2 separate regions of the Triticum aestivum genome follow, and region 2 is linked to region 1. Evidence: chromatin contacts called from public Hi-C data. All regions are on one chromosome and are shown on one strand. The core of a region is the stretch at or near the end of the contact, and the rest is flanking DNA. Distances in the headings are between cores, read along the strand shown. Region 1 holds the start of LOC123139531 (protein FAR1-RELATED SEQUENCE 5). Region 2 holds the start of LOC123139538 (ubiquitin carboxyl-terminal hydrolase 25).

What was found. Hi-C and Micro-C count contacts between places; a contact is called where the count stands out from the background.
Region 2: a contact with region 1 is called in a Hi-C map of leaf, with 3 times the contacts expected there. The contact joins the promoter of LOC123139538 here to the promoter of LOC123139531 in region 1. A contact is called at or near these places in 2 of 5 Hi-C or Micro-C datasets (both in leaf).

The regions. Positions count from the first base shown.
Region 1 is chr1B:577,659,051-577,665,070 of IWGSC CS RefSeq v2.1, reverse strand. It overlaps LOC123139531 (protein FAR1-RELATED SEQUENCE 5), which reads left to right and starts at 2,232. Exons shown (of 2, transcript XM_044559323.1): 1 at 2,232-2,560; 2 at 3,006-5,482. The coding sequence starts at 2,528. The coding sequence ends at 5,144.
Region 2 is chr1B:577,869,697-577,875,689 of IWGSC CS RefSeq v2.1, reverse strand. It overlaps LOC123139538 (ubiquitin carboxyl-terminal hydrolase 25), which reads right to left and starts at 1,547. Exons shown (of 9, transcript XM_044559327.1): 1 at 1,007-1,547; 2 at 406-898. The coding sequence starts at 1,181.

The DNA of each region.
Region 1 (6,020 bases), core at 983-3,482:
CTACTTCGAGCACATGCGGTTTCTGCGGGGCTCCAGATTCATGGCGCCACTCCCTCTGGAGTGTACTGTATCCAGATGCACGTGGGCTCTGGTGGACGAGGAACTTGCCTGTTCTCTGGTTGCGACTACTGAGATGAGAGCTAAGAGTTGGTTATTCAATCTAATGGATACTCTCTCTCACGAAAAACTTGTCCTCCTGACGGTAACACTCTGGGCGATCTGGTCGTCCAGAAGAAAGGCGATACATGAGGTGATCTTCCAGACTCCCCACGCTACACATGCATTCATAAATCGCTTCATCGCTGATGTCGACCAAGTACGGGTAGCCAAACCAACATCAAACGTTGCACCAAGGGTACAGCAAGCAGTTCCAAGACCAAGCGCGCCACCGGCCAACTATGCAAAAATCCATGTCGACGCAGCGGTTCGCGCTAACAGAGGCGGATCGGCTGTTGCTATTTGCCGGAACTCCCATGGAGCCTACCTAGGTAGCTCAGCTCTAGTTATTGCTGGTGTTTGTGACCCAGCAACACTAGAAGCCATAGCATGCCGGGAAGCAATTGCCTTCGCCCAGGATCTCGGTCTACAACAATTCATTGTATCTTCAGATTGCAAGCAAGTCATCGAGGATATTTCCAAAAGGAGCCAGGGTCCATATGGAGCCATTGTCGCGGAGATCAACTCTAGAGTTATTCCTTTTTCTTGTAATTTCATTTTCGAAAAGGCCAGTGCTAGGCGCCGGCGGACCGGCCCAAACTATCGTCCGGCCCGCACCTAGCCGTCAGATGCGCTCGTTTTTTAACCGTCTGATTATCTCGATGCAGGCATCTCCTTTCTTCTGCTTTTCTTTATCTGGTCAACGCGAGCAGGAAAAACAATTCCTTCCTCCTGCCTCTCAATATTCCCTCGACGCAGAACGTCTCTGCCCCAGCCACCGCGTGCGTGCGCTCAGGCGGGACGCGGCAGCACCCATCTCCTCTTCGCGTTACCGCTTGTCGCAGCAGCAGCCGCTCGTCGCCGGTCCCAGGCACCCAACTTTCCATGGTTTCATCTCGTCTTGGTTGTAGCTTCTACAGGACATGGTTGTAGCTTCTATCGGACATGGTTGTAGCAAAAAAAAACATTGCGTCGTCGCCGCCGGTTGTAGCTCGCCTCACAGGTCGTAAACACATGGTCGTCGTCATGGCACCAAATTTTATTACCGGCCGTAGCAAAAACTGTATGTGGTTGCAGCAAAAACAAAATGGTCGTCGCTGCCGAGTGTAGCTCGCCGCCGGGTGCATGTCGCTAGCGGCGCAATTGTCTCATGGTCGCAGCTTCCACTCTTCATCGTAGTAGCAAAAACACTTGCTGGTGGAAGCTTTGTGGGTTGCCAGTTGCAACAAAAATCGGTTCTCGGCATGTCGTCACCATAGAACAAACAAACGGTTGCAGCAAAAATAATTGCTGGTTCCAGCTCCAGCTCTGACCGTTTCCAGCAAATCCAGACACTGGTTCCAGCTCCTGACTTTAGCCGGTTGTAGCAAAATCACTAGATGATTCCACCTTAGTCAACAACCGGTTGCAGCTAAACAACTATTGGATCCAACTTCAGCTCTGCCTAGTTCAACCAAAAAATCAATAACATCGTAGCACGGCGTCTCCGACCAGCCATGGCAGCACCGGTGCCCCCCGTCGGTTGCTTCAGCACTTGGGGGCTTGGCTGTAGCACGGGGACGGGGGTGCGGCAAGGGAGACCTTTGGGATGTGTGACCGGCGTGCTGCAGAGATGGGGAAGGAAGAAAAATAGAGGAGCAGCAGGCGCACAGGAGCAACATGCCAACATGTATGGCGGGGGAGCGAGAGAGAAAAAAATGAAGATGCCGCGGGAGGAGCAAAGAATATGCGGGAGGTGGGAGAGGCATCGTGGATGGGGCCCACGTCCTATGTCTCGCTAACTGAATCCCTGGAAGGGATCTTGCGTGCGCACCAGAGTTGCACGGTTCCCTTCGATCGTACATACGCGATGTGGCCGGCCGAAGTTTCCGCCGGTGCGCCGGTTTCAAGCGTTTTCCTTCCGAAAATCGGTTAGTTAATGTAGAAGCTCATAGACTAGCAAGATTTGCTCTTTCCCTTTCTAAGGGACGTCATGAGTGGCTTGGCCAGCCCCATGACCAAGTTTGTACCCCACCTCTTGTGGACTTTGATTAATAAATTGGCTTTTCCCTAAAAAAAAAAGAAGAAACACAGAAGTTTGTCTCAAACAAAAAAAAAACTCATCAAAAAGGAAAAAAAAAAGGAGAACAGACACAGCGCTCCGGTCGCCGGCCGCAACGCCTGCCATCCTCCTCGACGGCGGCGGCAGCCATCTCATCGTCTTCCCCTCCCCGCGTCCAATCCCACCCTCCCATCTCCTTTCCCCTAGCAGCCGCCGCATAGAACACAGATCCGACTCCCCTCCCCTCCCCCGCCATGGAAATTTGGATCTAGACCTCCCCCTCGTCATCTCCTCCCCGCCCACAGCACGGTCGGGCGGCAGATACTCACGATGGATGGATACGCAATCATCTCCTCTGATCAGGTATGCACATGAATTTTTTCCTATGTATGTGTCAGGAAAAAGGCAGGTCATGCGCTGATTGTTCTGTTTGTCAGTTCTCCCATCAAGGCTTTGTTCTTCCAGCAGATTCCATACAAGTTAGGTTGCTGATAGATGTATCTCAATTTTTCTTCTTCTTGTGATAGAATTGAAGTGAAAATGAAGTTTGTGAAATTGCTGTAGGTTCTAGTGACAGGAAGGGTCATATAATATAATTGAACAAGTCAGGAAAAGAAATCGCAAACACATAGCGATTGTGGCCATTGGGCCTCAACCTGATGTTTGGAGAACCCAAAGAAAGAAAAAATTGGAACCCCAAAATAAAACGTATCTTGGGGCTAACTGGATGGCGAAGCTTGATCGAAAAATCTTACTAGTATATAGTATTTTCTAAGAGCTTGATATGTTTTTTTTTATTTGCATTCAGGAACAACCAGTAATCGGTGCAGATTGGAGTTCAGGGGCACTGTCAGATGAACTGGTGATACATGCAAACTCAGCGGACCTTTCACTGCAGCTTGCTGAAGAACAAAGCCAGTTACATGATATTATGGGAATCAATGAAATGCCAATTAATGACATAGGCAGTGCAAGTGATTCAGACGGCAGCTCTGGGAATGAGACAGATAAAGAACCAGGAAAGTACTTCTATCCTGGTTTTGAGGAGTTGGTTAATCCAAGACCACCAGAAGTTGGAATGAGATTCCCAACCCTTGAAGATGCGACCCGATACTATAGTGCACATGCTCTCCTGTCTGGTTTTGTGGCAATTAGGGGACCGAATTTTATGAGAAAGAAGTTCCACGTGGAATGCAACCGGAGCCGCAAATTGGCGCCATCTCAGGACCTGAAGAGGAAGAGGGAAGTATATTCTGTGAATAAGGCACAATGTGAGGCAAGGGCGGTCGTGAAGCCTGTTAAGGGGCAATGGGAGTACACATCAGTTCGGAGTGAGCACAACCATCCGTTATGTCCAAGCCCGTCACTCACAAAATTCTTCCTTAGCTGCAAACACATGTCAGCTGAAGAAAAATCGTTTTTAAGAGCTCTGCAACAAAGTAGTATACATCCCAAGAAAGCTATGAAGATCTTCAAGAGAATGAGAGGTATTTTGGGGAGCTTACCATTCAACACAAAAGATGCGAATACGTCACAGTGTGCAGAACAACAGGGAAAACCAAACTCGGACGTAGAAACAACAGTGAAGCATTTGAAGGAACTGGAGCTGCAAAACCCATGTGTTTCCATCACCATGCAAACAGATGAAGATAGCATAGTCAGGAGTCTTTTCTGGACTGATGCAAGGTCGAGGCTTGATTATGAGATCTTCGGAGATGTCTTATCATTTGATACCACCTATAGCACAATTAGTCACAATATGCTTTTCACTTCTATCAGTGGAATGAATGAGCATGGAAGAACTCTCGTGTTTGGATACGCCTTGCTACAGGATCAGAAAGCTGAAACCTTCAAATGGATGTTCCAAACATTCCTCCATGTAATGGGAGGGAAAATGCCAAGAGCAATCATAACAGACCAGGATGAAGCTATAGCAAAAGCAATTTCGGAGGTTATGCCACAAGTAAAGCACAGGTTCTGTAAGTTCCACGTAATGAGGAAAGCACGGGAAAAGCTTGGAGGTTTCATAGCAGCAAGAGGTAACATAAATTCAGAGTTGCATGCCCTAGTTAACAACTCTCTAACAGAAACAGAATTTGAGGAAGGATGGGCTGCGCTGATTGAGAGATACAGTGCAAGTGAAAATGAGTACCTGCAACTCCTGTGGGAAACAAGGAAAGAGTGGGTGCCTGTTTATTTCAGAGAAGATTTATATCCATTTGTGGAAACGACTGGATGTTGCGAGGGGGCAAACTCATTATTCAAGGACTATGTGCTTCCTAAGGACAGAATAGAGAAGTTCCTTGAAAGATATGAAGACGTACAAGAGAGGATAATGGAAACAGATGATGAAGATAGGCTGCAATCAAGAACTGAACCTTCATGTTTCTCAATGCAGCCAATAGAAAAGCATGCAGCACGCATTTACACAAGGCAGATATTTCTGAAAGTGCAGAGGGAGCTACTCCATTCTACAGCATTCAACGTGCAGGAGATACAGACGGGGACAGTGTACAGACTGGAAAAGGTGTCCGCCTACGAGAACCCAGAGTTTGACAGAAATTCCTTCGAGCTGTTAGTCGAGCCCAGCACCAATGCAATCAAATGCGAATGTGCAAAGTTCACTAGGGATGGTATACCGTGCTGCCACATATTCAGACTTTTCACACAGTTTGGGGTCAATGAAATACCAGGGCAATACATAGTGCCCAGGTGGACTGCCAAATTTAAAGAAGAGCAGATGAAACAGTACAGGGAGAAATGCTTGGACAGCCCTGGCATAGACCAATCAGAAAATACCATGAGGTATGCAATGCTGCTGAGTAAAGTAGCTGACATTGGCAAAGAAATATGCGGCGATGGCTCGAAATGCGATAAATTCAGGCTGGAACTGGACACGATTCAGGGGAAAACTGGAAACGACGGCATGAGAGACACCTCAAACTAATGACAGTTAGACTGTGCTTGTCGTGTATGCGGGCTCTGAGAATTGTCGCTTTGGCAGCAGCAGCGGCTGGGCACTGGCGCTCCCGTGAAGTTGCTATTGTCTGAATCAATAAAAGCCTGTTGTCAACTGTTGATGGACATCAGCAACCAGGACGAATCTTAGTTAGGAGAGTCAGTTAAATCGTTGTCATTGAGACTCATGTTAATGAAGTAGAACAGTAGGTTTCAGGAGATAGGTTGTCTATCCATGTTGTGCCCAGGATTATGCTGGCATGAATCTATCTTTACCTGTGGTTTCATATGTCAACATTAACATTTACCTGCTTCACCTTCTGAGAATTGCATAATGTCAACATGGCTGATACTTCTACTTTACCAAACAATTAAACATCTATTTAGCTATGCTATAAAATCAGAACTAGAATGCTGTTTTTCCTCCATGAATCTGACTTTGATGTGCTGCTGTTTACTGCAACTCTGGAAAATCCTGATGCAATGGTTGGTTTGATCTTGATCTGGTACAGAACTCGCGCTATATATGCAAGCTGTTTTTGTACCCACCGGGTCTGTACCACACTTGTGGTATTCTTTTTGGCACGCTCTGTGGCCGATGGTTGGATGTTTGGCTCTATAAAACTGGAATAAGCATTTATAGAAAGAACAAAAAAAGACCAAGAGAATACATGCGACATCATTCCCTGAATCTGAGGCACCAATGAGTCCTCAGAAGCTTATGAAGCAAAAGAAGCGACAACAAAATAAATTGAATGGTGATGTTCAAGAAGGCAAAGATAAATTGGCAAAGAAATAAAGCTTTCGCTTCTGATAAACTGATATCAAGTAGCGAAGCAATTGGCCTGTTACTCATCATTCTAAA
Region 2 (5,993 bases), core at 298-2,797, 210 kb before region 1:
TCTGTCCACGAAATACTAAAACTACAAGACAATAGTGAAGCTTAATTAACTGCTCCACATATTTTAACATGTCAAGACTTTGCCCTCTCTCAGAAAACTCAAACACACTTTGCTCCCTGTTTATACTTGTATCCTCCAATTAGCCACCGAAGTACATGGATTGGTGATGGCCATCAAAAAGGAAGTTGACCATACATTTTTCCATAGGGATTCTCGCAACCAAAATGGGCGAGTGATGAAAATCCTTCCTGGCATGGAATCCTAATATTTCATCTGAAAATCTAGTGAACCGAACATACGTTTTCTCCAAAACATTTTTGCATTTCAATCTCATAGTAAATAGCAAAACCTAGTTGATTCTGAATATACATATTTTCCAGTAGTTGGGAAGACTCGGTATCATACCTTTCACAACTGTATTTGTTTGCACCCTCCAATACCTCAGGCTTGAAGAAGCATGTAAGGGCATCCCCAACAGAACTGGTCCCGAGCAGGTCGAGGCTGAGGTCCATGATCTCGTCGGTCTTGTTCGACTCCCCCTTGCACACAAGGCACTTCACCTGGCTGAGCAGCGCCCCGCCAAATGTCTCCCTCATCACCATACAGCTCCCCTGACCTCGGCCCTCCTCCGGGCCACAGTCTCCATTGGCAGTTACCACGGGGAGGCGCTTGCGTATGCGGAGGCAAGCAGTGTGACAGGCGTCTATGACGTAGCGCAGGAACTCGTGGGCGTCCTCCTGGCGCCCCCACCGGAAGTGCTCGGCAAAGAGCGGCAGGCTGCGGAGGACCTTCCCCGGCGAGTCCAGAGCCCCTGCCTCCGCCCGAAGCTGCCGCACAATCTGCCGCTCCAGCACGCAGAAGGCGCACTCCTTGTCCCTGTTGGGGAACACCTTTTTGCCTGTACAAAGCAAACGGACCGACATAAATATCGAATTAGCTTCTGACGGCGACGAATTGCAACAGATACAGATTAGAGCAGGGGGAAGCGGGAGCTAGGGTTTGGTACATAGATTGGAGTGGCGGGAGGCGAGGCAGAAGCTGGCGAGCGGAGGCGTGGAGGCGAGGCACTGGAGCACGCTGTTGAGGTAGCAGGTGTTGCCGAGGTTCTTGAGCCCGGGGGGCGGGCCCGAGCGCGGGCGCCGCGGCGGCGCCGCGGACGCCGGCTCCGCGGTGGGGGCCATCACCGGCCTCCGCTCCGTAGGGCTGGTGCGGCGCCGCCGCGGGGAAGCTGGACCACCACCTCCTCCTCCTCCTCTTCTCCACGTAGCACCGCCGCCGCCGCCGCCCACACCTCATCCGATCGCATCGCCCACCAGCGCGCGCCGCGGAGGAGTGGCCACCGTGGTGGTGGTGGCGGTGCTGGCGAGCTCTAGGGGGTCGGCGCGGCCGGCGAGCGGAGGCTGGGGCGGGAGCAAGGGCCGGGGCGCCCTCGAATCGGGGAGGGGGGCGACGGCGGCGGCGACGGGTGGAGGGGGCGAGAGACGTACGGACGGGGAGGGTGGGTTTCGTTTGTGTTCCCCTCGTGCGTGCTTCAAGGAAAGGGAAAGCCGCGGGTAGATGGGCTCGCGGCGAAGAGGTAGACCAGTCCGTCCCCGGTTTGGACAGGACTTCGCCTTTGGTGTCCGACCAGAACCGCGAGGAAATTCATAAAATTGACACTCTCTTCTCAAGTAAAAATTACTCATAGACCACCTAATACCGGAGCGAGCCGAAGGTGCACCGCCATCAACGTTCCTCCTTCACCAAAGTCGGGCAAACCTTACTGTAGTAGACAGTCGGAAAGTCGCCGTGCTAAGGCCTTACAGGACCAAACCGTCGCCGATGAAGAGAAGCGTAGATTAAAAGAATCCAATTTGTAGACACAGAAATACAGACGAACAAAGACCGAATCCATCTAGGTCCACCGAAGACAAACGCCGGCCCAATCCTGCGAGATCCGCCGAAGACAAACCTTCGCATGTTCTCCGACGATGTTAGAAGCACCGCCGGAGTAGGGGCTAGATAAGAAGAATCTCGTTCCATTTCCACAGAGTCTCCACCGCCTTGCTTTTGTGAGTAGGACACAAACACTAAGGGCGGTTTGGTTCCAGTTTGCAACAGTAGCTGCATTGCATATCCATCTCCAGTCAGCCTGATTCTTAAAATGCAGCCTCATATGCAAAAGATGCAACTTGTTTGGTTGTCTGCATCGCATGGAGGGGCACTTACCCCCCCCCCCCCCCCCCGTTGTTTGGTTGCCGTTTTTGTGCTTAGGGTGTGAGCAGATGCAAACTTCGGTTATTTGGTTGCAAGCATCGTTTGTGTTCTGCTCACCCCATTCAAATGTGGTGGCCTTACCACCACATAATCAGCACAACAGCAAGCACATATGAGATCAAACAAAACAAGCAACCAAATGAAATCAAACAAAGCAAGTAAGGAAATGACAGCAAACTACTTAAGATTAACAATGGAGCATCCTCCTTCCCTGCTCCACGTCAGGGTGCTGCTCCTGGCCAAAATATAAACAAGTTCTCAAAACAAGTACCATAAGTCTAGCCACACACCATAAAAGTTCAACACTAACACCTTACTTCACTACATTGCATGCTTAGTGTCACCAACGTAGTTGTGCCTGCTGCAACAAAACCTGCACATGACCGAGGAGTCGTGGTTGTAGATCTGAACCTTCAGTCCGAGTCCTGAGATGCGCATAACGACGAGGTCGCTGGGGACGATCCGATGGTGGCGGCAAAAGTAGTTCCAGCCCCGGCCAAGCACCATGTGCACCTCGAAGTTCTGGACCTGCACCCAGAACATGCACCGCTTGTTCGTCGACAGCCTGACCACGTGCAGGAGCCGCTTGATGACCAGCTAGGTGTTCATCATCTCCACGAACTTGCGAGGGACGACGAGCATGGCGAGGTCCTCCTTGTCCTTGATCTGCTAGTAGAAGCGCAGCAGCTCCCGGGCCCCCTCCTCGTGGCCCTGCCTCGGAGATCGTCCCCTTGAACGAGGCAGGCTCATGAAGGCGGTCCTGCCAGGCAGGTCCACCGTCCCGAGCCACCTGTTCGTGGGGATGAAATCCTTGGCGCCCTCAGCTCCGGCCACCACCTGAGCTCCTCCACCCGCCACATTCCAGTCACTCTTCAATATCTTGTCATCAGGTAAGATGACAAGTATTGGTGCACAAACTCTTTGCAAAATGGCACTGATCAAAGACATTTGCCCAAGAGCAAATGCCACTGATTAATGCATAAACTCTTTGCCAAATGCCACATATCAATGGCACTTGCTGTTGGGCATATGCCACTGATCAGTGGCACTTGCTGTTGGGCAAGTCCACTAATCAGTGGCAATCAATGGCACTTGATGTTGGGCAAATGCCACTGAGTGGTACTTGCCCATGAGCAAATGCCACTGATCAGTGACATCTGCTTTTCTGCAACTGCCACTCATTAGTGCACTATCCTAAGCATGGAAACATCTAAAAATAGCAACATGAAGTGCCAATAGCACTCATGTGCACCCATGCACATTTGGCAGCATCCTAAAATGGTCATACTACATGCACGTATAACAATCGACACAAACCCTAACTTGAACATGTATGTAGCAACATGAACAACAACATGAACATGAATACACCATTTGCATGAACACAGATCCTAGCAAGACCCTACCATGAACACAGATCCTAGCAAAGCACACTACCATTGGGGATTATAACATGAACACAACTACTAGCATGAACACATATCCTAGGACACAGTAGCAGTAGCAAAAGAAAATTATCCTAGGACACACAATGTAGGAAACAAGAACAGATCAGTTCGATTGGATTCGATTGGGATCGCATCCAATCGGATCTACTCGAATCCTATCTAATCCTATTAAATCCACTAAGTAATAACACATGCCTAAGAAATAAACCCCTAATCTACATCTACGCGCAACATTGAGGGGGTTTGACTCACCGGAGCTTGCACAGTCGCAGCGAACCGAGGCCGGGGTGAAAACCCCGGCGGGAAGGAGAGAGGTGGCAGAGCAGAGGAGGAGTCGGCCCTGGCGACGACCTGCGGCATCGGCCCCGTGCTCATGGCCACCAGTACAAAAAAATACACTTCCGTGATGATACGTGTTTGTCACAGTAGGTCACTTTTTTGTCATGCATGTACATCCATGACAATTTCATGACAGAATCAAGATAGTCATACCTGTGCTATCGTAGAAGTGTTCCATGACATTACCAAAATTATCATCACGGAAGTGTCCACTTTCATGACGATAAATCGTGTGTCATAGAAGTGCTTTTGTCAAGGGTGACTGACATGTGGCATCCACCGTAACGGGTCGCCGTTAAGCTATCGGGTCCGTTTTGGATCCGATAACCCGTTGTCGGTGTCAAAACCGGCGGATCTCGGGTAGGGGGTCCCAAGCAGTGCGTCTTAGGATCAATGGTAACAGGAGGCAAGGGACACAATGTTTACCCATGTTCGGGCCCTCTCGATGGAGGTAAAACCCTACTCCTGCTTGATTAATATTGATGATATGGGTAGTACAAGAGTTGATCTACCACGAGATCAGAGAGGCTAAACCCTAGAAGCTAGCCTATGGTATGATTGTTGTATATGTCTATCGACTAGCTTGGCCCCGGTTTATATAATGCACCAGAGGCCTAGGATAACAAGAGTCCTAGCTGAATACGCCGGTGGGGGAGGAGTCCTTGTCTTGATCGCCAAGTCTTGTGGATTCTTCCTTGTATGCGGCAGCTGTCCGGACTGGCCCATGAGTATACGGCCATGGGGGTCCTCGGCCCAATCCAACTGATCGGGAGACGACGCGTTGAGTAACCCCTAGTCCAGGACACCGTCACCTGCTAACAGCCACAACCAATGGGGATTTTCCACATGTAAATTTCTCATTGGCCAGAGGAACCAGGTGTCAGCACCCAAAAAGGACAGTCAACTGCCCAATGGACAGGAGGCGCCTATGATACGTCGGCACATGGCAAAGCCCAACGACGACCCATTTAGGTTAAAAAGACTGGCCTAGTCAAAATTAGCGGGTTGGCCCATTAACGGCCTACTTGCAGACGACCCATTCATAGTTAAGGCCCGTATGGCTATTGTCAAATCGGCCCGTCAACGGCCCATTCTAAACTTTTCAACATCGCAGCCCATGGCCACTTCTGGCCCGCTAACAGTCCACTAAGTATTTGGGCCGAATTACGGGCCGGTGTGTTTCCGGCCTGTTAAAGGTCCTGCTTCATTTGGGCCCATTTTTTGGCCCTTGAAACTTTCGGCCCATAAACGACCGTCATAAATGTATTGACCAAATTTGAAGCAATACATGGCAACATGCTAGAAATCATATGCAATATGCAACGAATAAAGGTGTCTCATCGTAAGTGATTGACGCAGGATATAGAAGAGAGGTAGTTTCATGTAAGAACATGGTTAACAGATAGATGTATTATGTACCAAAAATAGGAAGAAATGTCATATTCACAGGTATAATGTGTAAACTAAGCAGATGCAATTTACCCTAATTAGAAGCATTACAAGTTAGACACCGTATGCAACATGCATCCACATATCACATTGCGAAGTTAGAGCAACCACCTGCGATGTTGGTGTAGGGTAAATTTGGTCTCCAAGTACAGAGCTACGTTCAATATCTTCATTTAGGCTTGTTGTTTCTTGAGAATCATGTGGGGAGGATGAAACTGCACTCTTTATAAGAGTAGCGCATCTCGTACTAACCCACGGGCGTGACTGTCTCATCATAAGTGATAGATGCAGGATACACAAGAACAGTAGTTTGATGTAAGAACATGGTGTGATAGGCAGATGTAGTATGTACCAAAATAGAAAGGTGTGTCATATTCACATGTATAATGTGTAAGCTAAGGAGATGCAATTTAATAAATTAGGAGCAATACAAGCTAGACACCATATGCAACATGCAACCAGATATCACACTGCCATGTTAGAGCATGCACCTGGGGCTGT